Linked DNA regions of Mus musculus: region 1 is linked to region 2. Evidence: chromatin contacts called from public promoter capture Hi-C data. All regions are on one chromosome and are shown on one strand. The core of a region is the stretch at or near the end of the contact, and the rest is flanking DNA. Distances in the headings are between cores, read along the strand shown.

The links. Promoter capture Hi-C pulls out the DNA fragments that hold promoters and counts their contacts.
Region 1: a contact with region 2 is called in a promoter capture Hi-C map of embryonic stem cells. The contact joins the promoter of Foxe3 here to the promoter of Dmrta2 in region 2. A contact is called at or near these places in 3 of 39 promoter capture datasets (cranial neural crest, embryonic stem cells and maxillary cranial neural crest) and 11 of 484 Hi-C or Micro-C datasets (cerebral cortex, embryonic stem cells, frontal cortex and 2 more).

Annotation. Positions count from the first base shown.
Region 1 is chr4:114,923,196-114,929,822 of GRCm38.p6, reverse strand. It overlaps Foxe3 (forkhead box E3), which reads left to right and starts at 3,756. Exons shown (of 1, transcript NM_015758.3): 1 at 3,756-5,380. The coding sequence starts at 3,810. The coding sequence ends at 4,676.
Region 2 is chr4:109,976,166-109,982,852 of GRCm38.p6, reverse strand. It overlaps Dmrta2 (doublesex and mab-3 related transcription factor like family A2), which reads right to left and starts at 4,828. Exons shown (of 3, transcript NM_172296.2): 1 at 4,517-4,828; 2 at 2,444-2,998; 3 at 1-1,248. The coding sequence starts at 2,990. The coding sequence ends at 200. Dmrta2os (a long non-coding RNA gene) reads left to right here and starts at 3,241. Exons shown (of 4, transcript XR_868017.3): 1 at 3,241-3,915; 2 at 4,067-5,511; 3 at 5,740-5,926; 4 at 6,084-6,687.

The DNA.
Region 1 (6,627 bases), core at 2,507-5,006, 4.9 Mb before region 2:
TCAGGCTGGCCTCTTGAGACCTCTTTGGGTTAATATAGCTATTTCCAGAGCACTGTATGAGCAATGATGGCGTGAGAATCTTATCCAAGGACCTGAAATGACTTCCAGTTACAGCACCTCCTCCCCACAACCCCTGGAGAGTACTTGGTAAGTTCTAACTGCACTTCTGGTCCCTGCCTCCAAGTCTGTCTGAGCTAATGGTGCTTCTCAAGCCAGCACTGAGGCAGAGGGTCTTAGAGCCTAGCGCAAATAGCTTTGGACAAGGGTGGGAATTTCCACTCCTATCTGGAGATCCATCAACGTTGTGTGCCCTGACCTGGGCCTTTGGCCTCCAAAGGGCAATGGGAAGGCCGGCCCCAGGGCCAATCCCTGGCCATTAATCCCTCCTGCCAGCCCGAATATCCACCCAGTGTGGTCAGACAAAGGACTGCCCAGCCCAGCTACTGTGTTCCTCCCGCCCCAGGGGCTCCACTCAGACGATGGGCCGCCTGGAATCCAGGCCCATGAGAAAGGGGCCACCTTCACTGGCCGTCTTATGCCCGGATGCTCAGCCGCATCACGTCCGGCCCAGGGCCTGTGAAAAGAGGGCCCAGCCACGCTGAAAACGCGGATTAGCCCTTGGGCCGCCCCCTGACACCAGCTTGCTCCACTCTGGGAAGCAGGCCCAATGGAGGGCGGGGGCGGGGGGGAAGGTAGGCAGGCACAAAGAACTGGGTTCTCACCCCTTTGGCTCAGCTCCTCATCCCCACCCTTCTCAGAATTAGCATAGCCAGACACACATTCAGGATCATTTATTGAACATATATTACGTCCCAGACTATGCACATGGCCTGGGAAGTTGAAGGTACAAACAAAAACCAACCAAACAACCAAACAACCAACCAAACAAAAAACCCCTGTAGTCAGCCATAGAGTGCAATTACAACTAATTTCTTCCTTGGAGGTATTACACAGAAGCTATGAGCTATGAAAGGAGTTTCATTCCCTAGAGGAAAGCGAGAAAGGCTAAGGCTCTATCAATACTAGTTCTGCATTTGAGTCCACCTGCAGGATAACACTGTCTGGAAAGATAGCCAGAATGGCTCTCTTTGCCCCCTGATTAACACAGTGGGGGTGGGGGGGTGGGGGTGGGGGTGGGGGGAGCTTCTTATCAAGATCCACAGCAGGCCGGGCCTTCTATACATCCCTTACTATGGAGATGCCATTGCTTTCACTTGGCAGGCTTGAGCAAGAGGTGACCTTGCTCATGTGGCTCTGGGGGCCATGCTCTGCCGCCACAGTGGCTTGCCTTGTCCTCTTCTGTGGTGAGCAGTGTGATGTGACTTCACTGTCTTGTGCTCCAGGTGGGCTGTGCTGACACAGGATGAACTGAGGAGCGGGTAGAGGAGCAGGGTCTGTTCTAACACAGTCGTCCTTGTTTTGTTTGGGACATTGTCTCTTGACCTGCAAGTGTCATCATCTTCCTGTCTGCTTCCCCATTCTCCTCCACCCCCCTTCCCTGTGTGTAACTGTCCATTTCTCCTCTGGACCATTTCATTTCTATCTGGTCCTGAGCATTGGCAAAAGGCCTGGCTCGGAAGCTCTTGGTGAATGAGGCAGCTGAACTGAGTCCAGAACTGAAGGAGAAATGGATTTGGGATCTGTGTGGCCTTGACAGGATGTGGCAGTGGCCTGGTATAGGGACTCATTCAAAGAAGGGATGGTACTTACTGAGACTGGGAAGGTTGGTAACCGAGCAGGCTGAGGCTGGGGAGGGAGCTTTGAGACGTTGTGAGGTGATGCCCAATGGGCATCTCCATCAGTTGACCGGGAGGTCAGGAGAGAGACCGGGAAGTAACTTTGGCAGCTGAAGTGGGGCAAACTGGAGGAATTCTACTGTAATTCATTTATGAAGTCTTATCTCTCCTTTGTGTGCATGTTATACAAATGGTGTGTAGGGGTATGCATGCATTTGGAAGTGCCCATGTGTGGAGGTCAGAGGACAATCTTGAGTGTCAGTCCTCACCTTTGAGACAGGGTCTCTTGTTCACAGCTGCCTACAGTAGGACAACTCCCCACAAGTTTCTGGGGATTCCCTTGTCTCTGCCTCCTGTCTTGTCACCCGGGTACCGGGACTACTGATACACTGCTGAGTCCAATTTCATGTTGGTTCTGAAGTTCTGACTTCACACTTGCATGTCAAGAACTTAACTCATTAAAAAAAAAAAGAACTTGACTCATCAAGCCATCTTCCCCATTTATCAAGCCATCAAGCCCCTTTTATTTATTTTTGATATGGAGTACCACTACATAGCCTAGCCTAGCCTAACCTAGCCTAGCCTAGCCTATAAGTGGCCTCAGTCTCTCCAGTGCAGGGACCACACATGCATGCCACTATGCTGGACTAAAGCTTCCATTGTAAGGAAAGGCATTAGAAGAGCAGTGATGGGTAGTGCTCTGACCACAGGGTTTCATTTCTGCTCTGCCACTATTAGTGTACCTTGTGGGAGTCGAGGTATACTACTTTACCTCTCAGAGCACCTGTTCCCTCAGCCAAGAAACGGGGATAGTACTACCGCCCAGTGGAGCTTAAATGCCAGTGAAATACTATAAGTATTTACCAAATACAAAATGCTAAACAGTGGTAGCTGTGATTTGTTATCAGCTGTGTACAGGAGGGGAGTCTTTGAGCCCCATGCTTGAATTTGGATTTTGCATCCTTGGCTACAGGCCACCTGAATCTAGCTTTGGGCATCTGCACTAGACTAGCAAATTAGAGGGCAGGTCCGAGCCCTCTCCTCTCGAGGTAAGGGATAAGATATGCTTCATCAGAGATGGAGTCTGATGGGTGCCCAAATTTTCTCAAGGGCTGGCTGTACTCACAAGACCTTGGCAGTAAGTGCCTCTGGGACTTGTCACAGTAAGACCTTCTCTTGTCTCTGTGCTCCTTGCTCTGCCTCTACTTCCCTTGATCTTGTCAGTCTGCCTGCTTTAAGAACAAGGCTTCTCCGCCTTTGGCTCTCTCTGTGTGCTGGTGGGGCATTTTAACAAAAACTCTCCCCTCTCTCTACCCACTGATAATGCTACATCAGAAAGCAGTTCGCTCAGCCCTGCCTTCAGTGGAAGCATGTGGGGGGGGGTATGCGCCTTTTGGGGGGGAGAGGTGGAGTTATGTATGTTTGAAACAAGTTTCCCTGGAGTCAGGGATGGATAAGGATGAAGGGGGTGCAGCAGGGAAAGGAGTTAGGGCTTCTAAACATTTTCCCCTGCAACAAAGGCAGCCTGGTTCTGCGCTGTCTTGCTGTCTTCCATCATCTTCACTCTGGTTCTCTGCTGTCCAAAGGAGCCTGATGCCTCCCTGACCAGCTACATAGGATGCCTGAGGCTAGCAAAGACTGCTGGAGCGGGAACTAGAAGCATGGGGAAGGCTAAGGGGGATCTGACCTCTACAAGGCACAAAATGGGGAGAGGGCAGTAGAGTGTGCTGAATGGGTGTGTTTGTAATTGGGGTTGACCCAAAGGGGCGGGGGTAATGGGAGCAGTACTACCAAATACCACGGGATGGGGATGGGGCCCAGAGACTGACTCAGGGATGAGGGAGGGTCTGAAAAAAATTGACCCAGAGGGACTAGACCAAGGGAGGGGGAGAAACAGAGGTGGGCTGCCAGCCCGGGAAGGGGGCTGGGAAAGCAAATTAGAGGGCAGGTCAGGGCCCTCTCCTCGGGAGGTGGGAGTGTGTGTGTCCATATAAGGCGAACCTGCGACCCCCGCTCTCCGGGGCGCGAGCAGGGACTCCGCATCCCTAGGACCCCCACCCCCACCCCCCGCACATGGATGCGCAAGTCGCTTTCTCGGGCTTCCCGGCCTTGCCCTCGCTCACGCCGTCCGGGCCGCAGCTGCCGACGCTGGCGGGAGCCGAACCGGGGCGCGAACCGGAGGAAGTGGTGGGCGGTGGGGACGCCGAGCCCACGGCCGTGCCTGGCCCGGGGAAGCGACGGCGGCGGCCACTACAGCGTGGGAAGCCGCCCTACTCATACATCGCGCTCATTGCCATGGCCCTGGCGCACGCTCCCGGCCGCCGTCTAACGCTGGCAGCCATCTACCGCTTCATCACCGAGCGCTTCGCCTTCTACCGCGACAGCCCGCGCAAGTGGCAGAACAGCATCCGCCACAACCTCACCCTCAACGACTGTTTCGTCAAGGTGCCGCGCGAGCCGGGCAATCCGGGCAAGGGCAACTACTGGACGCTCGATCCCGCGGCCGCTGACATGTTCGACAACGGTAGCTTCCTGCGGCGCCGCAAGCGCTTCAAGCGCGCTGAGCTGCCCGCACCGCCGCCGCCGCCGCCGCCCTTCCCCTATGCGCCCTTCCCGCCCCCGCCAGCACCCGCGTCCGCTCCGCCCGCGCGCCTCTTCCGCCTGGACAGCCTGTTGGGCTTGCAGCCTGAGCCGCCGGGACCCGTGGCGCCCGAGCCGCCTTGCTGCGCCGCGCCCGACGCCGCCTTCCCGCCCTGTGCCGCCGCAGCCTCGCCGCCGCTCTACTCGCCAGCGTCCGAGCGCCTGGGGTTACCCGCGCCGCTGCCCGCCCAGCCTCTCCTGGCCTTGGCGGGATCGGCCGGCGCGCTCGGGCCGCTCGGAGCCGGGGAAGCCTACCTGAGACAGCCGGGCTTCGCGCCGGGGCTGGAGCGCTACCTGTGAGTCGCTTTCCGCTGCGGGAGCGCCTGGTGGAGCCTTCTGCCCCGGCCTGCGCTGGAGCAGTGCGAGCTTGTCCGTGGTACCCGTACCCGCCCGCCCGCAGCGTGGCGCAATTCGCTGGGTCCCCGAGCCTTGCTTGGGGCTAAGCCTTCCCTGCCCTCCTCCATCCCTGGGGAGACCCTGGCTGTCTCACCACCAGACTGAAGCGCCCTCTCCAATTTGAGGTCTTTCCTCCCTTTACTTGTGCTCCCCACATAAGCACCCTTGCACTGCCAAATCCGGTGCTTTGGAACTCCAGCCCCAGCCCCAAATGTCCCTGTGAGTTCCAGTCTGTGGAAACTTTTCGTTCCAAGGCACCTCCTCCATCTCTGATGTTTTGCCAACACATCAGAGGTCAGACTCCTGGGTTCATTACTTCTACCCCATCTTCCTCCATTTACCGATAAGTTTGGCAAATTTGTTCCCTGCCCTAGGTTTACAGTCTGTGCTTGTTTTCTTACCGAGCCTGTCTCCGACAAAGACTCACCTGAGGGCTCTGCTCTGAACAGTTCTTCAGATTTTCTAGGTTACTCGGCACCAGGATCTCCTGACTGAATGGGGAATTAATGGGAGTCTGTGGCTGCTCCACCCCATGGAAAGCACAGAACTTATCTGTTTATGGTTATTTTTCAATCAAAGCTGGTTTAATTAAAACAAAAACAAAGAAACATTTTTCTGGGTTTGTTGTGTTGGCTGGGAACTTGGGAGTTGCTGGGAAAGATGGTGGGTGACATTTGCCTCATTGGGATTCCATGTGGGATGACTCTCCTTCTAAGTCATTAGGCAGATTCTCCTGAAGTAGCACCAAGGAGTGATTCCACACAGTAGGCCTGGTCAAAATCTTCCACCTGCATCTCATAGATGGTAGAGATGAAATGGGGTATGGGTGGCTGAGTGCATTTAGAAAGCAGGTTGCCTGGCCCTTGAGACCATTTTCGTACTTGGTACCACAGTAAAAGGAAGTACATTAATTAGCATTAATCCACTCATCACCTCTCAGCAAAGAGAAATGTCCATTCCTCAAAATGAGGTCCACAGAACCTTATCACTTGGATCCTTGCTAGAAATGCAGGATTTCAGACCCCAGCACAGACCTATTAAATCATCAGACTCAGCATCTTAACAGAATCCTCACACGGATGGAGGAGAAGCAATTGGCTCAAGCTGGGGGCTCAGCCTAAAAGATAAAGCTCCCTGCTCTAAGGGATGAGGTTAAGTCACAGGCCACTTTCCAGTCTGGCCTTCATTTTGTGTCCCTTGCTAGATTATGAGAGGGGCAGTAGCGTTGACTGAATTGATTCATGATATGCCTAGTACCAAGGACAGGGCAACAACATCACTGCCCCAGGACTTGGCCTGTGACCTCGTGTGTCTTTGGTGCTAATTCATAAAGCAGAGTTTCCCCAAGATTCCTGCTCCAGCTCCAGGGCTCCCAGTCTCCCTGATCTTAACTTGGTGTAGGGAAGAGCAGAGGAGAGGATAACAGTCATGTTAAAAGCCCAAGTGACTAATGGATGTGTCTGGTGTTCCTCTCCTAGATAGCAGTGTTTGAGGCAGCAGAGAGGCAATGGAAGTTGAAGGTGGACAAGGAACAGCTCAGAGGAGAAAGGTGTGGGGGAATCTGAGAAGGCAGAAGGCCTTTTTTGGAGGTAGGATGGTGAATCTACTGACAAGTGCCTTCTCCTATCTGTTAGCTGCTTAGAACAAGGGTCAGATTCACTTTGCCTGGTGCATAGCAGCCCTTAGCATCTGTGGACTGGCTGTCTGAACAACAGAATTGCTTAGTGCCTAATACATTGTCTGCCTTAGTGAATAATGAATAAATGGACAGTATTTTCTTGTCCATCCATCTTTGCCATTCTCAAAGCGACTTGTGGGGGCATAAGAAGGAGAATGAGGTAGAGATGGAGGCAAT
Region 2 (6,687 bases), core at 3,579-6,078:
AGCGGGGCGAGCACCCAGACCACAGGGCTCCTCTGGGGACACCTGCGCGGTCAGCCGAGGTGCTCCCACCCACCCACCCAAGCAAGTCCCTAAAGCCAACTGTGAGCGGAGGGCGCAGGGCAGGGCGAGGAGGGGCCTGCAGCTGGGGGAGCAGGCTAGGTCGCTGTTTCGGGGTGGCCGGGCTGCCTGGCCCCATACCCTACTGCTTCTCAGGGGTGCCGTTGACCATGGGCCCGTACAGCCCGCCCCCGTAGCCGGGCTCCTTGTGCACCGCAGCGGCGGCAGCGGCCGAGCGGTCGCGCATGAGGTCGCTGAAGGCGTAGTCCATGGGCGGCCGAAAACCGAGTGTGGGCACCAGGCCGGCCGTGGAGTAGGGCGCCATGAAGGCCAGGCCGCGGCTGTGGGCCGCCGCCGCCGAGTAGGCCAGGCGCAGGGGGCTCAGGCCGAGCGGCGCACCCAGAGGGTAGGCGCCCGCGTCGGCGCCGAAGTGGCTGGCATTGGGCTGCAGTGGCGAGAAGGCGGAGCGGCTGCTGAGCGAGCCCAGCGCGCCGGGCGTCATGGCCCCGGCCAGCAAGGGTCTGTGGTGCGGGGGCGCGGTGGGCCCGGTCTGCAGCGGAGCGGGCAACCCGGCTCCCCCGGCGGCTGCGGCCTCCACGCGCCCGGGCCACGCGTCCTCCACCGCCGCGCTCACCGCGGCCTTCTCCAGCGGTGCGGCGGGGCCCAGGCCAGCCGCCAGGCCTCCGCGGTGGTGGTTGAGCACCTGCTCGATGGCCTGCACCACGTCGCCGCCACAGCCCTGCAGCACCAGCTCCAGGACGCCTCTCCGGTGGCCCGGGAAGACGCGCGTCAAGATGTCCAGCGGCGTCCGCTGCCGCGGCCCCGGCCCGCCGCCCAGCCCCGGAGTCGGTGCGGCCTCGGCTTCTTCTTTGTCAGCCTCCGAACCCGATTCGGAACCCAGGGGGCTGGAGGAGCCGGGGCTGTCCTCCTCGCCGCCACCGCCGGCGCCCGCGCTCCCAGGACAGCTGCCACCCGCCTCCTTGGAGGCCCGGGCCAGAGGCGACCCGGAAAAGGACTCGCCGTCTCCGTTCTCCGAGCCTGAGCCGGGCCGCACCTCCGGGGACGAGGTCCGGGGACCTGAGTCCGCGCCGTCGGGCGACAAGGGCTTCCCTGGCGGCGGCTGCGGACTGTCGGGGCGGCCGGCCTGAAGCAGCGTCTTGGGAAACAGATCAAACTTCTGCAATTTGGCCTCTGAGAGGAGGGAAAAGACGGAGATGTGAGGAGAGGTTAAGAACACTGGACCCTTTTGAATGCCAGTTTCCTCTTGTTCCTCTCCACCTCCCAACTATTCTTGACAGGGCTCTGGTTTTATTTTTACCTCTTCCCAAAGATCCTACAGCTCTCCCCCTCCTCCTAGGCTCACGCTTCTTCTGTGCCCAGACACCCCCACCCCGACCTGACACCCTGAAAACTTGATGTTCAGTAAGCTCTTCCTACACTTGTGCCCTAACACCTCCACTCCCTTCCCATCTCACCCCGCCCTAGAGAAGTGGCTTTGTCAAGATTCCAATCCGAGCAAACAGAACTTCTACCTATACCTCAGAGTATGTGGAAGACACTACTCACTCAGGTTGCCAGAGCCTTAGGCACTTCAACCTGGAGAGAGGGATCCTTAGGGGACTAGGTCCTTAGCCTCTCTACAGACAAAATAAATTACATCCTATTTCTTGACCACATTTTTCAAAACTCCTAAGAAATGTCCTTCTTCCAAAGAGTCTGAGAGCCGGGACCGTCCCATTGCCCAACTGCCTCCCTCACCTTCGAGTCAAAAAAGTAGAGTAGACAGAGCAAGGGAAAGGGACCCGAGAAAGAGCAAAAAAAGTGCCAACTATGAGAAACCCGGCGTGCCTGAGAGAGAAACGGAGCCAGAGCGAGGGGAACGCAGAGAATGTTTTGTCAGAAATGCCTTAGGAACTGGAGGAAAGGAATCTTGCTGAGAAACGAAAGAGGGCGTCTCCAGTACTTAGGGAAGTAGTGCGGATTAGAAGGATTGCCAGGGTCTTTTCAGAAGAGTTGGGAAGAAAAGAGAGTGGTGGCCTGTAAGAAGCTCAGAGCAGAACAGATGGGCGGCTTCCGGGCTGCCAGGGGAGAAGGCCCAGCTAAATGAGTTGGGCAGTAACTAAGGACCTGCCCCCTAACAAGAGTAAGGCTAAAGTGTTGCCTTGGGGCCTGGGGTGAGGGCGAGGAAGAAAGTATAAAAACTGCAGGCAGGGCAGAGAGTTTATGAGTGGGTGGAGAGCCACAGTTAAGTAGTTGGAGCATCTAGGGAAGGGAGCTGCACTTTGTCAGGGAAGGAACAAGCCACTAGGCCTCGCGCACCAGCCCTGTGTCCCCTGGGCTCCTCCTTCCAGACCCCACCCCACCCCCAGTGTGACCGTGCTCTCACCTGCGCCCCCTGCGCCCCCTGCACTCCCCGCGGGCGCTCCAGCTCCAGGACCCCCGCCGTCGGTGGCGCAAACCGAGCCAAAGACTTCGTAGGCAGGCCGCGGGGGGATGATGCCGTTGGCGGCGGCCAGCGCCAGGCCCTCGGCAGTGCCGTACAGCAATTGCAACTCGCGCGCCTCGTTCTCCTCCTGCGCCTGCTGCCTGCGCAAGGCCACCTGAGCCGCCATGACGCGCTGGCGCTCGGCGATGAGCGTACACTTGGCGCACAGGCAGTCCTTCCAGCGGCAGTAGCGCTTGTGGCCCTTGAGCGCGGACACCACTCCGTGGTTGCGGCAGCGCGCGCACTTGGGGGTCCGCGGGTACTTCTCCGCTGCCCTCAACAGCAGCGGCGGCGCCCGCAGCAAGCCTCCGGCCACGCTCACTGGTAGCGATGCTGCGGCAGCTGCCGCCGCAGCCACCGACGCCACCGATGCCACGGGTGGTCCCGTCGCTGTCGCTGCTGCTGTCGCCGCACCGGGCACGCTGGGCAGCTCCGAGCGCAGCTCCATGGCTGGACCTAGCGTGGGGAAAGTGGGGATACCTGAGTCAGGGTAATACAGTCACTAGGCTTAAGCACGGCCTGCAGAAACCCATTTTGGGAAACTTTGGTTGTACAAGTTTAACTAAACTTGTGGCTGTCAAACTGCTGGGGAAACGAACTGGAAGCTCCCTGTAAACAAGTACGCCCCCACCCCCACCACTGACCTCTTATATCTGACTACACGTGTAAGATTTCGTTTGAATCAGTAGTTCCGCCAAGGGGAAAAAAACAAGACAACGTTTGGAAGTCATTGGTGCAGTTGAATGTAAAGAGGATTTGGAAAGAAAATATTATGCCCAAAGCTTAGGTTAATTGGGGTGAGTCGAGAAAAGAGAAATATTTGCCTGAAAGGGACTCAGATTACAGAGAAAACTTGGGACCAACAAGCGGATGTCAAAGGCAAAGCAAGAAAAAAAAAAAAAAAGGAGCAAAATGATCCCGTTTGGTGGACAGGTGAAGAGGAGAGAAATGTGCAGGCGGGGTGAGGAGGTGAACAGGTTGGGCTGGGGTCTTAATTGTAGCTTTCAATGTGGAAGCAGAGGAATTCGAGCAAAAAGGAACTGAAGAATTTTTTCCTGTTAGAAGTAGGGTAAGAACTAGAAGACAAAACTTGGAGGCAAAGTTCGGCTTATGGCCCTGGGATCACAGCCAAAAGAATTCTGCAAATACTGTGGTCTGAGCCTCTAAAGGGTTAGTTCTATTCCACAGAACTGAGTGTAGGAGAGCTGAGAAGAGAGAAAAGCCATCGGAAGAAACTTTCTTTGGACTGGCCACCCTAGCTCAAAGATTAGTTGAATAACAAGAAAAACGTCCAGAAACAGCTGACAAGGCGACCCGGACTGAGGTCCACCGAGAGGGACAGCGCTGCTTAGGAAAAAAATCTCCAGCAAAAGGTAGGGCGGGGATAGGGTGAAACCTGTGGCTTGGGGGTTAGACTTTTAGTCTGGAGTAGTCAGAGGAAAGCACATCTTCAGAAAAGTTAGACTTTGCAGGAGCCAGAGTCCTTTTGCTCAATGCCTCTTACCCAACCCCCACCCCTCCCAGTTTAGGAACTGAGTCCTCAGACACGCCCTCCTCATCCTGGGACCTCTTGGGACCCCGCTTGTGCGCAGGTTCCAGAGTGTTGGTCTCAGACCAGGGTTCTGGGACTTGCACAATCCAGCAGGCCTCAAAGGAGGCCAGGAAGTCGCCTCCAAAACTGACCCTGAAGGGACCCGAGAGTCTCACCTGCGCCGCAGCCGCAGAAGGCCCAGCAGGCCCTGCTCCTGGCTTCCGCCGCGGCCTCCACTCCCCGCCACGCAGCCCGGGTCCCCGCCAGAGCCGGGAGCCGCTCCTGGGGTCCGGGTCTGGGAATCCCAGAGCACCGTGTGCTCCGAGGCCTCTTCCCCCAGACCCTCAAGCACTCAATGCCCAAGGCCCGGCAGGGCCTGGGCCTCGCCCTCGGGGGCCACCGACCCGGTCGCCTCCCCTGCTCGGCTGCCGGCCCTCCCCTACCTGCCTCGAGCTCCGGGCTCCTCCTCTGTTGGCGCAGCACGCGTCGCCCAGCTCGGCTCGCGCCTCGGCTCTCTTGGCCTCGTCCCTCTGCCCCCGGCCCCTTCTCTGACCACGTCACCCTCCTTCAGCCACCATGTCCGAACTTCCGGACCCCTCTAGGAACACAGCAGTCCAACACCCCGGAGGGGCCTCGGGGCCGGGGGCCTGGCCGAGGGCGGGCTGGTTGCAACCGGCGTCCCCTCGGTGCGCTCCGGACGCTGCGCTCGCCCCGGGCCGGGTAGTCCGGCGCTGCCAGCTCTCAATGAGCCGCTCGCCCGCTCTATTGTTGCTCCTCAGGGCTCCATTAGACAGAATTGGACAACAATGTGGCGCCTGCCATTGGCCAGGGGAGACAGTCGGCGCTCTGATTGGCCGGGCCCGCGCCCGGGGAGCCCCTCATTCTACAGTGTCCGAAAGATTCGAAACTCCGCACGCTCTGCTGAGTGCCTGCGGGATGGGAGGGGGCGCCAGGGAAGGAGTGCGCGAGGAGGAGCGTTGCAAATGTCGTGACAAGAAGTTTCCGTGCGCCCGAGAGCGTGTGAATTGCTCCTAATTACCGTGTCCGGTGCGCCTCTCCGCGTAGACGTGTGTAACCCCTCTACTCCTGGGGCTCCGGCTCCACTGAGCCACTCTCCCTTGGCCCGGGGCGCTTGGCAAGGCCTAGCTTCCCAAGTGGCCCCGGAGGCCTGGGGCGGGACAGGAGCAGGTGACAATTCAATTACCGCTGTCGAAGTGGGAGTGGAACCCGGGTGCCGGGGTGGGGGAGGGAGGGCGTTCACCGCAGACTTGCCAAGATGGTTTTTGCTGGCTTCCTTCTGACCGTGACCGTGTGCTTCCACGTCCGACGGGCTCCGAGGTAGTTGAGAGCCGGTTTGCTCCCTTCCCCCGCCCTCTATCACCTTTAATGCTTAGTTTCTTCGTTTGCAAAGTCCTGACACCGTGGGCGTCACGGAGTGGTAAGTGCGATTTGTAAGGATTTGTGTTTTCAAGCTAGGAGCCCCGGGAGGAACGTGGGTCCAAGCGCTGCAGCTTCTCCTCTCCCTGCGCCCCTGCCCTTTCCCTCGGCCCCCTGTGCCCTCCTTGCCTTTCCGAATTTCTTTGCATCTTGCTGCCCTTTTTTGTGGAATTCTTTTTGTGGCTGTTTGAAATTAACAAAGTTTACTTGTAACTTTTTTTTTTTAAAGCCAAAGTAAAAAGCCGCCTTTGCGACTCCCCAGATCCTCTGGAGGCTGGAGGAACCGGCCAGACGGTCAGACCCATCAGCCCACAAGACTTCCGCAGGGGGCGAGGGCACTGGACCTGCTTTGACTTGGCCTTCCTCGACCCGTGCTGACGTCACGGCCCGAGAACCCCCTTGGGTCTGCGGAGGAGGTAACAAGTTCGAATTTTGTATCTCTTCCTAGTTATTCCCATCTGTTACTGATGTTTAAATCCTTGGACTGTGTCACCCTCCAGCTCGGACTTTTCCTTTGCCTTTGAGGCTAACATTCTGTTACTCTCATTTTTGCTTTCTACTTTTCTCCTTCAGAGTAAAGAAAATTCGTTTAAATGAAATGCGAAACTATCTCCTTACTCCCTTTCCGATCCCTGCCGTGCGTTTTGGCATTGATTTTTAGAAACCCTTGGGCGTCGGAAGTCGGGTCTCTGCCACTGCAGACGGTCATCTGCTAGGCACCCAGAGCCTGCCTCAGGAGGACCCGCGACTGGGACTGGAAAGAAGAGGAGATCAGCAGGACCCCAAAACAGAACCATGGTCCTGCAAGGGTCAGGATGCGCTCCGCCCAAGGAGCCAACTGAGGATCCGACTGGGGGAGATAAGAAGGGGCGTTGAGCCTCAGAATCTAGCAGACAGCTTCCAGAAAGTTCGCCAGGCCTGTTTCAAAGGAGCCTGGACACGAATAATATAGAATAGTAGCCTGGTGCCCGCCACAGGGAAAGTTCTCCAGAGCCGGGAGAAAGGATTTGATAGGGAGTTAAGGGTCTCGAGATCTCCAGGGGCCAGAGGGTAGAATAACTCTGACTATGCCTGAGTGCTGGCCTGTGGGAGGGAGGGGCAGGGAGGCTTCGCGTGCTGCCAGATTCCACGCGAGGCTTCTACTCGCCTGCTTTTAGAGCTTTTGGGGGGAATATTT